Regions from separate parts of the Mus musculus genome. Here region 2 is linked to region 1. Evidence: chromatin contacts called from public promoter capture Hi-C data. All regions are on one chromosome and are shown on one strand. Each heading gives the region's core, a stretch centred on a gene start, on an enhancer-like site or on the middle of the called end of the contact. The rest is flanking DNA. Distances are from core to core; before and after follow the strand shown. Region 1 has its middle 19 kb from the start of Gm40101. Region 2 overlaps Prkab2 (protein kinase, AMP-activated, beta 2 non-catalytic subunit).

Region 1 (2,700 bases), core at 20-2,519:
TTACAGAGAACCAAGGTTCTCTCCTAGTAGCCCGCATAGTGGCTCACAACCTAAAATTCTTTTTCTCAAATTTAGGCATGGTGGCCCACACCTTTAATCCCAGAACTCAGTAGGCAGAAGCAGGCATATCTCTTTGAGTTCAAATCCAGTCTGCTCTACAGAGTGAGTTCCAGGACAACCAGGGCTTGTCTTGAAGGCTTAAAACAACAACAACGTCCCTTGCTCACAGAGGCTGCGGTTCATTCTGACATAACCTCCCTTTCCCCACCCTGATCCCCTCTACGACTTATTTAATCTTCACAATCTAATGGAGATGAACATGCAAACACGGAACTTCAGAATATAAGCAATTGTTTTAGGGGGCTTTATGTACCAATAATCCACTTCTTCTTCATTCTGATTGATGCTCTGGCGTATGCGTGCACTGCAAGGTGTCCATTCACTTTCTTGATAGAAAGTTGGGCTGTTTCCAGCTTAGAGTTATTAAAAATAAACCGCTGTAAATATTTTTGCACAAATCTTCTGTGGACATATTTTTCATTTTTTCTTGCAGCACTCATTCAGAAAAGAAAAATATTTACACTCTCTTGAGTTATAAGACAACCTCCAAATTCTCCTATCCTTAACTCTTGAGGGAGAATGGTTACCTTAGACAACACTGGATACTAACTGAGTCCTCAGGAGATGGCCTGTGGAAATGGCGAAAGAGGAGAATTTATACAATTAGTTGCTTCTCCTAGAAATAACAATCTTGCAATTTTCTTTGTTGTGTGACAGTATAAATACACATTTCAAAGACTGCTTTGAAAAGCAATCATATCCAATGTGCATACATACAGAAATGCATAAATTATTATATATTCATGCCGTACTGTATTCCACACACAGCTCAGTCACTCATAGAACAATCTATGATGACAGTTTTTAAAATTACTGCAAAATGCTCCAAACACTCCAGGTACCAGCTGGGCTCGTAGCTTCGTTCCCAGCTAATGTGCTAGCAATCTATCTCCATAATCCTTTCCAGACCCTGTTTCCTAGGATCATTTGTGACATTTTTTATTTTGAGTCAAGTTCCCCAGGAAACAGACTCTGAGACGGAGATTAGTGTTTGCAGAGACTGAATGAACATTTCCGTAATAGAAACTTCTACTGACCCTGTGCAGTGTGCGATATTTCTAGAGTCAGCCTTTGTACCTCTCACCTAAAGGAGGCATTAGATAGGAGTCACCTCAAGGAAGGAGGCCTCCCAGAGCACAGCAGCTCAGGGCAATTATTAGAGAGGGCTGAGGGGGTGTGGCCAAAGCAGCACAGCATCCACTGCATAAGAGCTGAAGCCTAGCTAAGTAGCCACGAATCATCATCTAAGAGTTTGATGCCTGAAAGAAAGGCCTAGGCAAGAGGGAGATTTAGAGTCTGACATTTAGGTGAAACAGAATTGGGTGATTCCAAACCTAGACATTTCAAAGTAAATTGTTTAAGGTGAGCTGGATTAGTGGTGCAACCCTGTAGTCACAGCTACTTGGGGGGGGGGGGTTGGGGGGGGCTGAGACAGGAGAATCAAATGTTCTAAGTTGACCTGGGACCCAAAGTGACTCCATGGCCAACCTGACAACTTAGTGAAACCCTATTCCAAAATGAAAAGTAGGGAAAAGAGAGAGACAGAGAGGGGGAGAGGGAGGGAGGGGGAGAGGGAGGGAGAAAGAGAGGAAAGAGAGAGAGAGAGAGAGAGAGAGAAGCTCAGTGGAAGAATGCTCACCTGGTATGCATGAGGTTCTCTAGGTTCACTGTCCAATAATGAGAAAAACAAGGAAGAAGAGGAGGGGGAGGGGAGGAGAGATGGAAACAGAGAAGAATTCAAAGTAAGTGAGAAGTAGCAGTGAGTGAGGTGGGAAGAACACTAGGAATGTGGGGCCAGGAACGCAAATGCCAAGAGCATCTTCAGAAAAATGAAATCACCAATGGTATGCAACACTCCAAGTTGGTCCAGGGAGATGAGGACCATCATATCGAGCTATGTGAATGCCACTAGCAATCTTTTTTTTTTTAGATTTATTGATTTATTTTATGTATATGAGTACATAAACTGCATGCCAGAAAAGGGTGTCAGATCACATAATTGATGGTAATAAGTTACTGTGTGGTCTCTGGGAATTGAACTCAGGACCTCTGGAAGAACAGTCAGTGCTTTTAACAGCTGACCATCTCTCCAGCCCAGTCACTGGCAATCTTGACAAAAGGTAAAGTAGCGTGGCATAAAGATGTGACTGGAATAGGATTTCAGGCAGAGGACGGAGAGGGATGAGAAGCAGTGAAAATAAACTGGTTGAGGGCTTTGCAGCAAGGGGGCAGGAAAGAATGCACTGGAAGGGAGTCAGAACTGAGCAATTTTGCAAACTGATGAAATAGGATGCTTATGTGTGACAAAAAAATGATTAGTCACAAGAAACAAAGTGATAGTGTCAAGAAGGGGTTGACACTGGGGTGGTGACATCTTGTGTAGATGGTGTGAAATCACGCACATGGCAGATCCAACAACCAGAGTAAAGAGAGGCAAGGCTGAGTGAGTGAGAGACGCTGGGAGCACTGGAGACATTCTTTTGATTGTTTTAGTTTTCTGTGACAGGAATCACAGGAACGAAAATGGAGGGGAGGTTTTTGATGAAGGATGGGAGGGTTTTAAGCAATCCTGGAGAGTGA
Region 2 (2,700 bases), core at 133-2,632, 320 kb before region 1:
AGATGGACTCCAACCACTATGAACTCAAGCTTAAGGAAACAGATGAGACAAAGGGTCCAGCCACCCAAAGGAACTTAGAAGCAGAAAGACTCCATGACTGACAGCTCAGTCCCCGCACAGACCAGAGTCTGAGGTTTAAATCCAACGGCCTGCAAGTTAGGAAGAGACGGCCCATCTACCATCTGACCGTCAGGGCCAAGTGCAGCTTTAGAAGCAGCAGCGAGTGAGTTACCGCTGAAGAGCTGGAGGGACCCTTACCCTTCCACGGGGAGGCTGTGGAGGACCGGGGCCGCCACTTACCTTAATGGACAGTGCATAGAGATGGTTCAGCATAACATGATTGGGCTCAGGAAGTAAGGCTGGGTCACACTAGGAGAAAAGACACCCCCGGCGCCAAATGTGATTAAACACAGACAAAACAAACAGCTTACTCTTCCCCAGAGCTCTCTGGAATGTTGGGAACTCTAAATAGGAATACTTTGTCTCCCACAAGCCATGCATTCCCGGATGATAAGATCGAAAAATCCTCAGACTAGCACAGAAATGCTAAGCCCCAACATCCGCTAATTTTCTCTAAGAGAATTAAAACAAAAACCTTGCTTAGAAATGCAGATGGTTTGGTTAAAGGGAAAAAAAAAAATCTTCCAAGGAACTATCAACTAAGTGAAATCGTGGTTAAAAATATTTAATATAAAGTTGTGAACTTCTGGGTTTCCCCCAATGAGAGTACCCCTTATCTTGTATTGTAATAGAAGTCAGAACACATACCAACTCTAGCAGTTTGGTTTTGATTAAACTAGAAACAGACATCTATAAAGTTTGCAAATGGTACCTAAAGAAGTTATAGTTCAGTCTGGGAAAAAGGATTCCACCGTGCTGTGCTGATGTGCACACGGCCGACTGCCGTAATCATGACACAACTGTGACACAATTCCAGCCCGAGGTTACTAATTTTGGCCTTGATGGTCCTAAGGATCCCCACATGCTCTAGCAACCTGCTCAGGATACTCACTGAAATATTCGTGTCCTTGTTAAGAATAACTTGGAGTAGGTGAGGGGGCAGGATGGGTGGGGATTTGAATCTCTCCTCAGATCGAAACACATACATTTCTTGACCGTAAGGCCCAGGGGGTGAGCTGGACAGGTCTGAAAAATATTTATGCAAATGTGAAGAAACTTGAAGCATTAGTGAGGATGCGTGGGGGAGCTATGACTGCACAGTCGTTGATCTTAATGCAATACAAGTCCTGGAGCGTAAGAACTCGTGGCCTACTGCAGCTGGAGCTGTCAGGGTAAAAAAGAAACGTCTGAATCAACCTGAGCATGGACCAGGAAGCTTCTCAACGGGCAGCGTGACGTAAGGAAGAGATGAGAGGCCAGGGCCCAGGCTCCAGGCAACCACCACCAGCTGTCAGCCATGTGACCTTGGACAGATCCCCTTTTTTTGGTCAGTTTACTTATCCACAGATAAATGTCTTCTTCATTGACAATGCTTTTGAGGAGATAAAAATGAGAGTGGTTAAGATGATGTGTGGACAAAGTGTGAAGAGATTAGAGTTCATATTTTTTTCCCTGCCAAAGTGACAGACTGCAACGTTATACACTCTAGGTCCATAACGATTACAGCAGACAGAACACACGCAGCTGCAGTCAAGAGCATGCAGTGTAGTCAAGGACCACGCTCCGTACTCACTGGGATGGCTGTCTGTCTCTGAAACAGCAAAGACTGGAGGAAACGTGGAGAAACTCAAAGCCCCAAACTACGGTGTTCCCATTGTGGGCAGAAATGCACCATAGTATAAACACGTTGAAAAACAGTACAGCTGTCTTCAAATAGTTAAACAAACTTTGTAACCCGGTAATCACATTACTGAGCGTAACAACTCAGATAAAATATAAGCCCACGCAAGAACCTCACCGTAACTGTTTATAAGCAATATATATGAGAGCCCCAAAGAGGAAACAAAACCCAAATGTCTGTCAACAACGGATGGAGAAGCAAAAAGGAACTGTCATACCGTGGACTTCTGCTCAGCCACAAACAGAAGCAAAGTACTGATACATGTTTCAACAAGGCTGAGCCCTGGAAGGCAGCCTGCTACAGTGAAAGAAGCCACACAATGTGTGGTTATATTTATACCAACTGTCTGGAAAAGGCAAAGCTATACCGCAGAAGCTTTGACGGACACAGGACAAAGGAGAAAGGGATGGAGATAGTCCTTCTTTTGAGGTGACAATGGTTCTAAAACTCAATATACTAAGAAAAAAAAAAAAGATAAATTCATGGTATCTGGATTATACTTAAAAGTGAAAAGCATTCAGGTTAAATTTACAAAATTAAATGAACTATGTTTTTATTGTTTTAAAATTTTACATTTTATAGCTCCAGAGAAAACATTTTAGTAGTAGATTATTTTAATAACTCAGATTTGCTTCAATATATAAGTATATAAGGCAAAGCAATGCTCTGTTATTAAACAAAACTCAACAATAGACACAACAGGTAACTTTTCAAAATACTTTCAGGTGTTCTGCTCAGTATCCACAAAACACCACCGGCAAATAACACAGGGCAATTTTCACGCATTGTCCTTTATACTAACATATACAAGTTGGACGTTGAAAAGTCACACACATGGCCACACCCACTATCTGTACATTCCTAATAAACGCTCTATGCCTTACATCACTGGGCTAGGA

What was found. Capture Hi-C pulls out chosen DNA fragments and counts their contacts.
Region 2: a contact with region 1 is called in a promoter capture Hi-C map of pancreatic islet. The contact joins two enhancer-like sites. A contact is called at or near these places in 2 of 39 promoter capture datasets (hippocampal neurons and stem cell-derived epiblast-like cells), 1 of 115 datasets of contacts at active chromatin or transcription factors (microglia) and 1 of 9 other capture datasets (pancreatic islet).

The regions. Positions count from the first base shown.
Region 1 is chr3:97,348,135-97,350,834 of GRCm38.p6, reverse strand. No RefSeq gene overlaps it. Among named protein-coding and RNA genes, the nearest start is that of Gm40101, 19 kb to the right of the region's middle. Within about 2 kb of position 1,269, at least 3 of the 459 cell types and tissues checked have an H3K27ac peak or open chromatin away from gene starts, as enhancers often do. A contact at or near this core is called in pancreatic islet, where this site is marked.
Region 2 is chr3:97,665,028-97,667,727 of GRCm38.p6, reverse strand. It overlaps Prkab2 (protein kinase, AMP-activated, beta 2 non-catalytic subunit), which reads right to left. Exons shown (of 8, transcript NM_182997.2): 6 at 1,013-1,146; 7 at 301-369. Among named protein-coding and RNA genes, the nearest start is that of Prkab2, 8.2 kb to the right of the region's middle. Within about 2 kb of position 1,382, at least 31 of the 459 cell types and tissues checked have an H3K27ac peak or open chromatin away from gene starts, as enhancers often do. A contact at or near this core is called in pancreatic islet, where this site is marked.